2 separate regions of the Sus scrofa genome follow, and region 1 is linked to region 2. A link is a contact called in public promoter capture Hi-C data. All regions are on one chromosome and are shown on one strand. Each heading gives the region's core, a stretch centred on a gene start, on an enhancer-like site or on the middle of the called end of the contact. The rest is flanking DNA. Distances are from core to core; before and after follow the strand shown. Region 1 holds the start of CCDC127 (coiled-coil domain-containing protein 127). Region 2 holds the start of MRPL36 (39S ribosomal protein L36, mitochondrial).

Region 1 (7,051 bases), core at 3,565-6,064, 860 kb after region 2:
TGACAAAACCAACTTAGTGTTTTTCCTTCAGACATGGACTAAACAGAATATTCTCCAGCTTTATTATAATTTTTAAATGGTAAAATCATATTTTAACTAAAAATTAGGTCGTTGAAAGAATTTTATTACAAATGTTCTTGAAATTTTCATAAAGTACAACATGAGTACAGATAATAGTACTAATAAGAATAGTACATGTTGTGATATCAAATTAAAATAAAAATAACAGGGAGCTTCCCTATTCTTTCTAGGATGTTCTTATTGAATAAAGACAGACAGACACACACACCACTCAGCTAGCTTAAAAAGTGGCAGCTACTGTAATGAAATCCTTAACAAAGTATCACATTATCCCTCTGTGGAAAAGAGTAACACTATTTTTTGCATCTAAATGCAATCTGGGATGCGATTTTAGAATTTGAAGAGTCCCTGGAGTTCCCGTTGTGGCACAGTGGAAATGAACCCACTAGGATCCATGAGGACTCGGGTTCGATCCCTGGCCTTGTTCAGTGGGTCAAGGATCCAGCGTTGTGTGAGCTGTGGTGGAGGTTGCAGACAGGGCTCGGGTCCCGAGTTTCTGTAGCTGTGGCGTAGGCCAGCAGCTGCAGCTCTGATTCAACCCCTAACCTGTGAACTTCCATATGCTATGGGTATGGCCCTAAAAAGCAAAAAAAGAGAATTTTGTCGAGTCCAATTTTAATCCAATTTCTGTCTTTAGATAAAATTCACTTTGTGTCATTTATCAATCTAATGTTTTTTGAAGAAAAACCTATCAAACGTTTTCCAACGGGGCAACATAAGGAAGAAAGCAGAAATCTACCCAAGGTAGAATGAAAAGAACACAGCGTTCTTAACAACTCTGTTGAAGTAAAAGTACAGGGAACTGAATTAGCAGGAAAAAGGGACAGAGACGTGCAAAGGTGAGGGATACTGATATTCTCCAATAAGCAAAATGGGGAGTCCCCGTCTGATAAAACTCACCTATGAATCATGAACGAGAAACTAATTTGTAAGTACAGTCTATACAATTACAAAAGCAGCCAATAAAGGATCTGAAAGTGGTTCCATAATTATATTGGAAGAACTCAGGATGTGGCCAGTGGGATGGTTTAAGGGAACTAAATCCTCATTTACTCGCAAAAAGCAATGTCTAAAATGGATAAAAATGCACCTGCATATCAGCTAGTGAAATGCAGGTAAGTAGCAGAGGTCAATACCAAACACAATTCAGAACTGAGTCCACTGGGGACAGAGGTGGTCTTATTCCTTTTCAGTTTTAAGGACTCCCGTATTCACTGTCTTTCTTAACTACATATAATAACTGTGTAATTATTTTCACTAAGTTTTACAGGGTTTTCTTTTAAAGGGGCATTTAAAATACAATTCACATGATTTCCAAGCAGAGGGTGTGACCTGTGAGCACCACGAGAAGGTTTCACACCTTCTTGACCCCACAGAGAAAGGGAGTCTCTGCAGGGAACAGGAGGGCTGGGCTGGCTCCACATCCTGTACTTTCCCCAGCATCCACGGACCCTTGGGAAAAATCTCTGGGACTCCAAAATAAGATGAATATCCATGTTATGAACCAAAATCAAGCCACAGTTTCTCAAGCGAAGAAGGAAAAACATCACATGGAATGCAGAACTGAATGCCAGTGATATTATAATTATCCCAAATAGCAAAACCAAAGGTTACTTACAGTGGCCTAAATGATGTAAATCTAGATACACCATTAAAACATATTCGAAATGATAAAGTCAAAGAAAAAAAAATTGACTTGTTCTAAAAAAATACTTTTTTGAAAACTGAAAAATCTCATTCAAAGTTAACCAACTTTTTGGACCTTTAAAAAGTAAGGTTTTGCTTTTTCCTTTGATTTAACTACTTTGGAACAGTTTACAAATTGTGTCAGTGCGCTGGGACAATTAAAAAGAAAACATAGACAAATAAACAAAGGTTTAATAATTTTATAACATGAAAGCAGCTGTAAATATAAAATGACTTGGCAACACCACAGAATTGAACAAAATAAGATAAAGAAAAATTTCCTGTGGGCTTTATTCAAATTATCCTCATCAGGTACATGCCATCAACATTCTTCAGCTAGACAGCATTAATTCCTTTTTTTGGTCTGCTAATTTGATGCTTTTGTTCTTGCCAATCTTAAATTCCAATAAATACTCAGCCTTGGACAAATTAATTTCCATAGATGAAAATAATTTCCAAAGCCACTTTCATCAAGACAAAAAGACTTTATTTATTAATTTTTTTTTTGCTATTTCTTGGGCCGCTCCTGCGGCATATGGAGGTTCCCAGGCTAGGGGTCTCATCGGAGTTGTAGCCACTGGCCTATGCCAGAGCCACAGCAACTCGGGATCTGAGCCGCGTCTGCAACCTACACCACAGCTCATGGCAACGCCGGATCGTTAACCCACTGAGCAAGGGCAGGGACCGAACCCGCAACCTCATGGTTCCTAGTCGGATTCATTAACCACTGCGCCACGATGGGAACTCCAAGACAAAAAGACTTTAAAAACCCAAGACCAAGAGTTCCCATTGTGGCACAGTGGTTAATGAATTCGACTAGGAACCATGAGGTTGTGGGTTCAATCCCTGGCCTTGCTCAGTGGGTTAAGTAAGGATCCTGCATTGCCATGAGCTGTGGTGTAGGTTGCAGATGTGGCTCAGATCTGGCGTTGCTGTGGCTGCGGTGTAGGCTGGCAGCTACAGCTCTGATTAGACCCCTAGCCTGGGAACCTCCATATGCTATGGGTGCGACCCTAGAAAAGGCAAAAAGATCAAAAAAAAAAAAAAAAAAACCCAAAACAACAAAAAAACCCAAGACCATCTCCGGTAGACCTAATCTATGGCTCAATTTTGCTAACGCTACCTTGCCATCATGTTCACAAGCATCTGAGCATGGGCTGGTGGTGAAGATTCAAGGAGAAGATGAAGCACACAGCTGGCGGCTAAGAGCTCATTCAAAGGAGTTCACTTCCATCAGGCCAACAGGAAAGGAGAGGTTTACACTCTAACCTGTTGCTCCTAGAACTTTACTCCCTCATAAACTGACAAAGGGCAGGTGGTGGGTAAAGGGCGCCTGCAGGCTGGAACAAGGACATCAGGCTCAGTCTGGGTTGGCAGATTTGTCAGCTCTTCTCCAATCACCACCAGTTACCAATCTGTCATCTCACCTGACAAGAAGGACCCACTTAGAAGTTTGTTCATGCTTGGCTGACTAAAACCAACCCACTAACCACCGGCTTCATTTCCTGCTTGTGGACCCCCTGCTTCCACTGTGCCTTAGAGCCAAGGCTTGGGGACTGGTGAAACATCTGCTCAGAAAGCACCAGCACCTGAAACACGTGAAAGCCTTTAAACTCTTTCTGGTGTGGCAGAATGTCTAACTAAACCTCCTCATATTCAACACAATGTTTAATTCATATATACATATATATATTTGCCTTTTTAGGAACGCACCCCTGGCATGTAGAGGTTCCCAGGCTAGGGTCCATTCGTAGCTGTAGCTGCAGGCCTACAACACAGCCATAGATAGCAAGGTAGGATCCGAGCCAAATCTGCGACCTACACCTCAGCACACATCAATGCTGGATCCTTAATCCACTGAGTGAGGCCAGGGATCAAACCAGGATCCTCATGGATGCTAGTCAGGGTCGTTAACCACTGAGCCAGACAAGAACTCCTAATTCTGGTCCTTTATATCTATTTTTTTTTTTTTTTTTTTTTCGTTTCATGGCCGCACCTGCAACATATTGAAGTTCCCGGGCTAGGGGTCGTATCCGAGCTGCAGCTGAGGCCTACTCCACAGGCACAGCGACACAAGATCCGAGCGATATCTGTACCTCACGGCAATGCCGGATCCTTAAACCACTGAGCGAGGCCAGGAATCCAACCCGCATCCCTATGGATACTAGCCGGGTTCTTAACCCACTGAGCCCCAAAGAGAACTCCTCAATTCCTGTAGTTTAAAGAGGAGAGAGTTGTGGGTATAACTACAGACATATGTCAACAGTATAACGCTGGTGAAAGCCCTGATTCCGTTGGGACCTTTGACATTCAATTACTAACTAGGTGGCCAGGCGAGTTCACGTTATAAAACCAAATATCTAAACCCCCTAAATTCAGTGCTTCAGTAAAACCCTAAAGGGTCGACTCTGACGATCTGTCCGGAGAGGAGACAGGAACCAGCAGCCAGGCCTCGGAATGCACAACTCGACCGACTCGAGTAGGGCCTGCGGGGCCCTGCAGGAAACGCCCAGGACACTGTCCCGCGTCCGCCGTGGTAATTTTGCAGTAAATGCGCAGAGGCCACCGCACAGCCCTCAGGAGGCCCAACCTAGTGCCGGGGATCAGCTCAGACCCCACCCACCCGCAGGCCGCCCTCCGGCCGCACGACCTTGGACAGCCCCCTCCGCGCAGCGGAGCGGGCGACCTTGGCCGAGGCCCCGAGCTCCAGGCAGGGCCCCGGGCGGAAAGGGGTCCCGGGCGGCTACAGGGTCGTGACCTTCACCCAGCCAGCGCGGACAGAACCCGGCGGGCCCTCCCCAGCCCGTCCCATCGCGGGGCTGGGGGTGCGGGACCCGGCGTTCGCCCCTTCCGGCCCCTCCCAGCCCGCGGCGCCGACTCACCGCCCAGGTCAGCGCCAGGCGCCGGGCGCGCAGCAGCCGTGACACAGCCCGGACCCCCGACATGTCTGCCGTCCGCAGCGTCCCGCTAGTCCCCGCGCTGATCGCGCCTGCGCACGTCGCCGCGACCCGGGGACGACGGGGGGTGGCGGGGCGCCGCGCCTGCGCACGTCGCAGCGCCGGGGTCTTACGTCGCCGCGCCCGGGGTTGAAGGGGCAACGCCGCGCCTGCGCAGAGAGGACTGGCAGACGGAGGAGTTCAGGGACCTGGGGCCCAAGGTCCCGGCAGGGGTAGGTTGCAGTCGGGGGTCGGGTCGTGTCCGAGACCAGGCGTCTTCACAGGCTCGCCTGATTTCTGCTCTGGTCCCGACGGTGTTCGATTTTTCTCCAATTTACGGGAGTTTTGCGGAATGAACCAGTGCTCGCAGGTACCCCACTTTTCTTTATGGGACGGAGCCGGAGTTCCTGTATCGAGCAGTTCGACGACCGGCGGCCCTGTTGGAGCGAAGTTAGGCCCAGTCCGGGCCGGGTACCGCTGCTTTATTAGATTGCACGCCTCTTAAATTGTACGCCCCGGGAGGCGGACCCTGTGGTTTATGGGAAAGGTGGGCGGCGCGGACCCTGCAGCTTATGGGGTGAAGGGGCTCTGAGCGTTTTGGCTTCAGCGCTTTCAATCTCTGACTTTTTGTTTTGTTTGTTTTTTGGTTTTTAGGGCCGCGCCCGCGGCATACGGAGGTTCCCAGGCTAGGCTTTGAACTGGAGCTGCAGCTGCCGGCCTATGCCACAGGCGCAGGAACATCAGATCTGAGCCGAGTTTGTGACCCACACCACAGCTCAGAGCACCGCGGGAGCCTTAACCCACTCAGCAAGGCCAGGGATCAAACCCGCAACCTCGTGGTTCCTAGTCGGATTCATTTCCGCTGCACCACGCAGGGAACTCCGGTCTGATTTTTTTATTCTGTGTTCACCGCAAGCTCTTTGACATTAGGTACTGGAGCCTTGGTGTGTGCGTAATTTTTTCATTGCCAATTAGAATTTTATATCTTTAGTTGTTAAATAAGTATTTATCGCAAAGCCCGTTAAGAGTTTTTAAAGTTTGATTTGAGTTCCTTTTGATTATATATCTCATTCTATCTGTGTTTCAGTCATTTGAGACACTTCTCTCTACCATGACTTGTGAGTTACTTTTGTCTGAGGTCTTGGTTTTCTCTTTTAATCCCATAAGGCTCAGTGCTGTGCAGCAGCACATAACTGGATCTAAACCAAAATTGTGTTTGTTTTTTGGCCGTGCCCACACCATGCAGAAGTTCCTGGGCCAGGGATCAAACTTGAGCTACAGCAGTGAAAGCAGCAGAGCCTTAACCCATGAGCCATCAGGGAACTCCTGAGCAGAATTTTTTGAAAGAAAACAAGACTCACATGAGCCAAGTAGACGATAAAATTAACAATGTATTGTGTTCCTTTTGTGTATTAATGGTGTTATCTTTTATTTCAAGGTGTATCTCCATGAATAACTTAAATGACCCCCCAAATTGGAATATCCGGCCTAATTCCAGGGCTGATGGGGGTGATGGAAGCAGATGGAATTATGCCCTGTTGGTTCCAATGCTGGGATTGGCTGCTTTTCGTAAGTCATGGTTTTCCTAACACATTTGCTGGGCTGAGAGTGTGGGGCTTAGGAACCTGAGAGTTGTTGGCTGGAAAAAAAAAAACGTGCATGAGACCCGTGCCTTGGGTTTTATTCAGTGTCTTACTGAAGACCATGGCCCAGGGTATGGCTTCTCAGATAGCTGTTAGGAACTGCTCCAAAGAGGTAGGGGGAAGCCAGGATATATGTGAATTTTTTGGCTGGGAAATACATACGGTCAAGCATACGTCTTGGTAAAAGATTACTGCTTGTCACACCAAAAATCCAACAACAACCAGGTATCTCAAGTTAATGATTTTAGTGCTTACCACCCTATGGGAACACGTAAGTATTTGAGGTCATTGGAATTCTTCCTTAACTTGGTTTTCTTAACTATGTAGGGTCATATGCATCCAGACGAGAGAGTGCATTCACTCTGAGTGCCTTTCAGGGTGAACTTGCAGGTCAGCAGGGGCAGTGATGGCCTGATGGTAAATTTCAGAAAAAGGTCTTTGTTTTTATAAATGCAGCACGTGTATACCCTAGTTTTATCGCATAAGGTACATTTTGGGCAAATTACTTAATCCTCCGAGCCTTAGTTTCTCTGACCATCGTAATTACCTCAATGCAGTGTGAGGGTTAAATAAGACAAGATATTTAGAGGTGTTTGTGTGGAGTGAGTTCTGTAACTGTGAGCTCCCTTCAAGGCTTTGTTGCTCTGCAGGAGGCTCCCTTGCTTCAGTGGCCTTGTAAGGACTGATGAGGAATAAAACAGACAT
Region 2 (6,709 bases), core at 2,582-5,081:
TCTTGGAAGTAGTAGTTTCTAAAGAAAACTTATTCCTTTATGTCGAAATGGGGTGAAATCACTAAAAATAAGATAAAATATGATTCTATAAATCATCAACACCAGTGCAGAAAGAAATAACCCAAATGACTAACCAATGTTCCATGGCCCCAGTTCAGCTGTTTAGAACCACAGGGATTGTTTAAAGTAACATCAGTAACTCAGCTGGGCTCTGCCAGGGTTTGCGGGGCGCTTTGGGGTGACCGAGCAGAAGGGAGATGTCTCAGCCTGGAGCACGCTCACAGGCCACCAGCGGCTGCACAGCAGGGACCCTGAGCCTCATCGGGTAAACCTGTCTCTGGTGTCCACACCCTCCCAAAGGAAGCAAAGCCTGAACTGCGCTCCTGAGCGGGGACAGAGGCTGCAGCCAGCTCAGGACTAGGGTGAGCTGACAGTGACAGCGAGGCGACCCCCCAACACTGCCTCCTCTAGCCACAGTCACCGGCTTCGGGAACTCTGATTCGATACCTCTGGTTTGGTGTGGAGTTCTCCCCTGCTGTCCCCTGCAAGGGCGATCAGAAGCCAGAAGCCACAGGAGAACTCCCAACAGACAGGAGTTTGTGACAGGCTGAGATTGGGGGCGGGGGGCAGGCCAGGGTTGACCCCAGGGCTCTGGGACCCATCTGCTGGAACTGCTCTGGTCCAGGGCACCAAACTTCACCTACCACCCGGCCCCAAGACATGGTCCACGAGGGAACGGAAGCAGGAACCAGACACTGAGATCAGAGGGGAGGGGAGAAACGATTCAGGGACAGCTGAGGGTGACGCGAATCAAGAGGCTGCTGAAGGGGAAGAGTGACTCCACCACTGCGGGCGAGGGGTGGAGGGAGGCTGCGGGAAGGGGGAGAGGGCAGGCCCGCTGAGGCAGAAGGGTCCTGTGTCCAGCAGTCACACTGGTGTTTCAGGCCCACTCAGGGAAGACCCACCCATGGGCCACCTTCAGCTTGTCAGCCCAAGTCCCTGAAAGAACCAGCCTCGTCTCTGTGGTGTGACCCACAGAAAACATACCCCGAAAGGTGGATGAGAGAGTAATTTTAAAAAGTTGATGTGACTTACTTTAATCTGAGGGTCTCAGGAGTATAAAGGAATAAAGTTCACTCCCATTTACACGTAAAACAGCACTGTACTCACAGAATGTCATGTTACATATTTCAGGGGCGGGGAAAAAAACAGAACTAGATACGCATTTAGAAGCAATGCAGAATTCGAGAGACTGTAATGCTCACAATTTCAGGGGAATTTAGTTAAATTTTACACATTTAACTCTCACCTCTTCTTGGCTGTATAAGGAGCTGTACGAAAGCTTACCTCTCTTTACGCCGTTCACCTACCTCCTTCTGACGATCTGAAAACCGAACTCGTCTGTAGTCTCCATCGTCATAGGCCTGGAAAGAAAAAGACCAGGTGTGTGAGCTGTACGTCCGATTCCGTGTCATGAACATAACCAGAAAAGTGTTTTCCTAACGTCTAGGCCGTTCACCAGCACACCCGTCACTTCGGTTCCTAAGAGGACAGCAAGCAGCCCCCGGAACCGGACCTGGCCAGGTGGGGTGGAAGCAAGAGAGGGCGGCCAGGTGAGGGTCACGGGACCCTCTACCTCAGAAGGGGCCCAGAGCTTCCTTCCCCTCTGCACCTGCTCGGGGATGTTTAACAACGAAGGTAACTACTCTCTCCTCCTTCGGCTTAGGATTACAGTCTCACGCCGTTTCTGTTTTGCAGACAAGAGACAGACTACAGCAGCCCCTCCTGGTGCTTCATCTGGCACAAACATTAGAAGTTGGTAGTTTCTGACCGCAACAGAGGCCTCCCCACTGTAACCCCCGAGCTGCCCGAGACCGCTGAGGCTGGGGCCCGTGGGGTCTGGATCGTAGGACTCGGGTGCCGGCCCGTGGAACAAGGGGAGCGGGGTCTGGGAGAGCAGACCGCGAGCACTGGACTAGGGGGACCTAGAGGCCCGGCCGGGGGAACAGGGGGTGCGGGACGCTGGGCACTGGACCTGGGGCACGGAGGCGCCAGGCCAAGGAAACCAGGGGCCTTGGGTTTCTGGACTGCGGGACCTGGGGTCTGGGAGGGGCCCCGCCCACCGAGGCGCCCCGAAATGGGCGCTCTCCGCGCTACCGCGGTTACCTGGCCGGTGTGCGTAACCTTCTCCCCGGTCGGCGAGGTCCGCACCCCGAAGCACCTGGAGCCTCCGAGCAGGTTCCGCGCCCCCGCGCCGCTCCGACCCAGCAGCCGGAGGAAGGTCACCGCCGCCATCTTTGCGGGGCTGACCTTCGACCCCGCGCGCCTTCACGCCGAACGCCGACGCACGCGCACGGCTTCCGCTGGGCGGGTTCGGCCGCGCTTTAGTGCGCCCTGGGAGGCGCGCATGCGCGGTGCGGTCGGGCCGATGCGGCCGGCAGGTGTAGGGCGTGGCTGGGGCCCGGCCGGGATAAGGCGGGAAACTAGGCAAGCTTAACACTTAAGGGCTGCTCCACTTACCAGGGGCAGGGGAGGAGGGAAACGGAAGATGCAGTGCGGACTTGCGATGGTAATGGATAATCATGAGGGTTACGGATCGAGTTTTGGTGAATGTTGGAGAAGGGTCTCTGCTTAGGGAGGATCCTGGAACTGCATCATGTTGCCCATGCGCAGTTCTGTGCGGCCGCCGGAATAGGATGTTTTCGGGTTCCTGCATCAAAGCCCAATAGAAGTACCAGTAAAACGCTTTCGATGGCACTCCCCCATACAAGTAAACCCGGAAAGGCCCGCTGTGCGGGACCTCGGCCTGCATCCCGGCCCTGCTTCTCTCCCGGCTCCTCATGGCTTCCTCCAAACCGCCCGTACATAAGACCTGTCCAAAGGGTCAGCTCACACGGCCAGCCAGTGGACGCAGGGGCAATCCCAGAGCTGGGGCGCAGTCTCACCCACAACCTGGACTCCAGGGAGGTGAAGAAGCTAAGGAGGGGATGAGAGGCAACAGTGCCCAGAAAACCTCCTGGAACGGAGGGGTGTCCACAGATGGTGCTCAGAGGCAAGCCCAAGCTCTCCCGGCCAGAGGCCAAAGCGTGCTGCGGTGCCGGTGTGGCACACAGATGAACCCCCGTCTGCAGCTCCCGTTCCTGTGCATGGAAAGTAGATGTGTCCACACGTACACGTTCCAGAAAGGCAGGCGTAGCAAGTGCACTTGTGGAATCCTCGCAGTGGGTATGTGGGTGTTCGCTATAAATGTCTTTCAACTTTACTGTTTGAGTTTTCATAATGCTGCAGAAAAAAAGTTAAGTCAGGACCAGGGCCTGTCTCCACGTGTTTCCCTGAGTCTCTCTACATTTCTCCCAGGAAGTCCACCTAATACAAGCTGGGGTTTTTCTAGATTTTGTTTTGAAGTTGGTATTTATCAGTTTGGGGGGTATTTTAAAGTCTGTTTTTTTTAAGTCATTGCTTGTGACTTCTTTTTCATTACAGATACCTTTCATTCCCATTTTTGCATCCCTTCACGAGTACACCCCCTCCCTCGAAGGAAGCGCCCCTGTAATCTCAGACACCCAGTGGCCTACAGGGTCGGGAGCTATCTGGGCGGAGAGCCCAGAGGAGGTTAAGACTGGTCCGAGAAGTAGAGGGCCAAGAACGGGTAAAGCAGCCTTCTGGGGCGGAACCTGATGCCCTTCGCCCCCGCACTCGCGTGGCTCCGCCTCTAAGCCCGGCTCCGCCTCTAAGCCCGGCTCCGCCTCTAAGCCCGGCTCCGCCTCTAAGCCCGGCCCCCGCACGGGCAGCCGCCTGACTGCCGCCATCTTCCTTCCTGGCGGACACCGGATGGCGGCGTCTCCGTTCCTACTGCGCAAGCGCGGCCTAGAGCGCAGGCGCAGAGGCTGGCAAGGCGCGCAGCCGCGGGCCCCCGCACCCAATTTCCAGGTGGGAAATACAGGGATCCCCAGGGCCTGGGGGCAGGGCACACGGAAGGGCTCGGGACCCCCCGAAGGAGACGTCCCGGGGATCCCTGGCCTCAGTTTCCGGGGGCGGAGGTCACCGCGGTGAGAAGGGGCCGCACCGGGGCTGATCCCTGCGGGCCGGGTACTGTCTTCGACCTCGTGCCCTCTGCCCCCAACCCCTTGGCCCGGCCGCTCCAGGGTCTCGTCGACGCGGGACTCCTACAGGCCGGGCAGCCGGGCGGGGGTCTCAGCATCGGGCAGGGGCCCGGTGCCGCTCGCCGCACTCATGCTCTCCCGGCGGAGCACTTTGGTTACCAAGCCCCGAGCCGCGCGGCCTGTGTCCGGAGCGCAGGGACGCGGGGAAGGAAGTTTCAGTGGCGGGGACAGAAACCACTAGCAGCTCTAAGTTTTCTTCTTTCACCCGTAGATCCAGCCACGACATGGCCACCGCCTTCCTAAGGACAGTGCTTTCTGCCGTAGGGCCCCTGTTGCACCTGGGCGGTCGCCCGCTCTCCACGTTCGCAGCCGGACCCCCGCGCGCCGCCCTTGCAGTCGGTGCGCAGCCCAGCCCCGCGGCCGCCCTCCTCTCTGCGCGCCCGCTGCTGGGCCCGCAGCCGGCCCTGGGCTTCAAGACCAAGGGCGTCCTCAAGAAGCGCTGCAGGGACTGCTACCTCGTGAAGAGACGCGGACGGTGGTTTATCTACTGCAAGACCAACCCGAAGCACAAGCAGAGACAGATGTAGCCGAGGCCTGGGAAACACGTGCACGTGGGAGATGGTGTTGCCGCATCGAAAGGAAAGTCAAAGGGAAACACGTCTCGGAACCGCTGGCCTTTGGGTTTCGGACTCTGGCTGGTGTCTCATCGCCTTGTAGCTCCAGATCCAGCCGACCTAGAGCCCCACCTGGGAACGGCTCCTTCTCACCTCCTTGCAATTTCGTTTGCGCCTGAGCAGACGGGGACAGAACACGGGTGAAGGGGAAGCTGGCTTTATGCCACCACAGAACGGTGCGGATAGCTCCCTGTCCCTGTGCTCAGCCCACCTAAGGTGCCCATCTGGGTTCAGACTCGGGTTCTCAACATTCCCGAGGGGATGAGCAGGGAAGGCCTACATAGCAATCTTTAAGTCCAGGGAAATTTAACTTGTTTATACATATATAAAGGTGTCTTGGATATCGATTGTTTGTCATCCTGAGTCTGAGACTTGAAAAGTATGCGTGCACACATGTGACCATGCATGCACGGGTGTGGTTGGTGCATATGCTTGCTTGTGTGTACTGCTGTATGCAGGGTGTGTGTGTGTGTGCACACGGGTGCATGGCAGTGGTTGTGAACTAAATCAGTGAAACTGCTGTCCTGAACTCTGCAGACCAGGAGCTGGAGCCACTGGCATGCAGTGTTCTGGGGTCACCTATCCCAGGGTTCCTGCCTAATGAATTTTTTTTTTTTTTTTTTTTTAATCTTTCCTAGGGCCACACTCGCAGCATATGGAGGTTCCCAGGCTAGGGGTCTAATCTGAGCTGTTGCTGCCAGCTGACACCACAGCAACAGCAGATCTGAGCCGTATCTTTGACCTACACCACAGCTCACAGCAATGAGGGATCCTCAAGCCACTGATCGAGGCCAGGGACCGAACCTGCAACCTCATGGTTTCCACTGCGCCACGACGGGAACTCCATCGTGATGAATTTTTGAACCGTTCTTTTCTCCTGATCTAAGGTCAGACCGTGCGCCAACTAAATCTTATACTCACCAACTTCCTGATACCCAGGTGGACAGGCACTTACAGCCCCAAGAGTGCATGCAGCACCACAGAAAAATTAGTTTTGGTCAGGAGCCACATGCAGCCTGCCACACATTTTTGAAAAAGGAGTTTTACTGGAAAGCAGCCAAGCCTCTTATGTATTGTTACACCTGCTACAGCAGCCAGAGTAATGGCTGAGGGGCTGCATCAAAGACGGTGTGGCTTGAAAAACTTGAAATACTTCTTGTTTTGGCCATATTTGCAGAAAGAGTGTGCAAACCCCTTGCTCAGGTCATTAAATAAGCTTCTTAAACTGGGCTTTGACTTCACAATGGCCACAACCTACTAGAAACATTCCATATTTTCTCAATTATCCATTGAGTGAGAGGTTTGTATCCCTGTATACGAGCCATGAACAAATAGAAACTGAGACTTAAGTGCTATTTATAATAGCACCGAAAGTATGATGCTGTTCAAATAGCAGTCTAACAAAATGAGACACATTCTGTGTACTTAAAGCTAAGGCACTGTTGGGGAGTAACCTCTAATAAAATACTGAGACGAGAAGACCCCGTGTTGTCACTTCCATCCAGTTGGTTTGCAGCCTCAGCGCAGTGCCAGTGAAAACCCCAGCAGGAATTTTGGTACAAGGTGCCATGGTTATTCAAAATGTAGGGGCATGGTCAGCGACATGAAAGAATGTTTGGGGTGATGGGATTATTCTATAGTTTGATTACAGTGATGATTTCATGACTATCTGCTTATAAAACTCAGAAGGAGTGCCCTTGTGGCACAGCGACTTAAGGATCTGGCAGCATGGGTTTGATCCCTGGCCCAGGAGCTTCCAAATGCCACGTGTGTAGCAAAAATAAAATAAATAAATAAAATCCTACACTAAAAGTGAGAGTCTTACTCTAGGCAAATTGCACCTCATTAAACCTTGTGAAAAACCCAAAGGAATGTCTAGGGCAAATGGAGCTCAAATAAAGATAAAAAGATCAAAAAACGAAAGCAAACAAT

Evidence for each region. Promoter capture Hi-C pulls out the DNA fragments that hold promoters and counts their contacts.
Region 1: a contact with region 2 is called in a promoter capture Hi-C map of liver, with 7 times the contacts expected there. The contact joins the promoter of CCDC127 here to the promoter of MRPL36 in region 2. A contact is called at or near these places in 1 of 5 promoter capture datasets (liver) and 1 of 47 Hi-C or Micro-C datasets (liver).

What each region holds. Positions count from the first base shown.
Region 1 is chr16:79,857,780-79,864,830 of Sscrofa11.1, forward strand. CCDC127 (coiled-coil domain-containing protein 127) reads left to right here and starts at 4,815. Exons shown (of 3, transcript XM_021076939.1): 1 at 4,815-4,936; 2 at 6,142-6,272. The coding sequence starts at 6,152. SDHA (succinate dehydrogenase [ubiquinone] flavoprotein subunit, mitochondrial) reads right to left here and starts at 5,177. Exons shown (of 15, transcript XM_021076931.1): 1 at 4,650-5,177. The coding sequence starts at 4,712.
Region 2 is chr16:78,997,657-79,004,365 of Sscrofa11.1, forward strand. It overlaps MRPL36 (39S ribosomal protein L36, mitochondrial), which reads left to right and starts at 3,832. Exons shown (of 2, transcript XM_005672623.2): 1 at 3,832-4,049; 2 at 4,375-5,125. The coding sequence starts at 3,832. The coding sequence ends at 4,690. It overlaps NDUFS6 (NADH dehydrogenase [ubiquinone] iron-sulfur protein 6, mitochondrial), which reads right to left and starts at 2,345. Exons shown (of 4, transcript XM_003134167.4): 1 at 2,167-2,345; 2 at 1,371-1,424. The coding sequence starts at 2,295.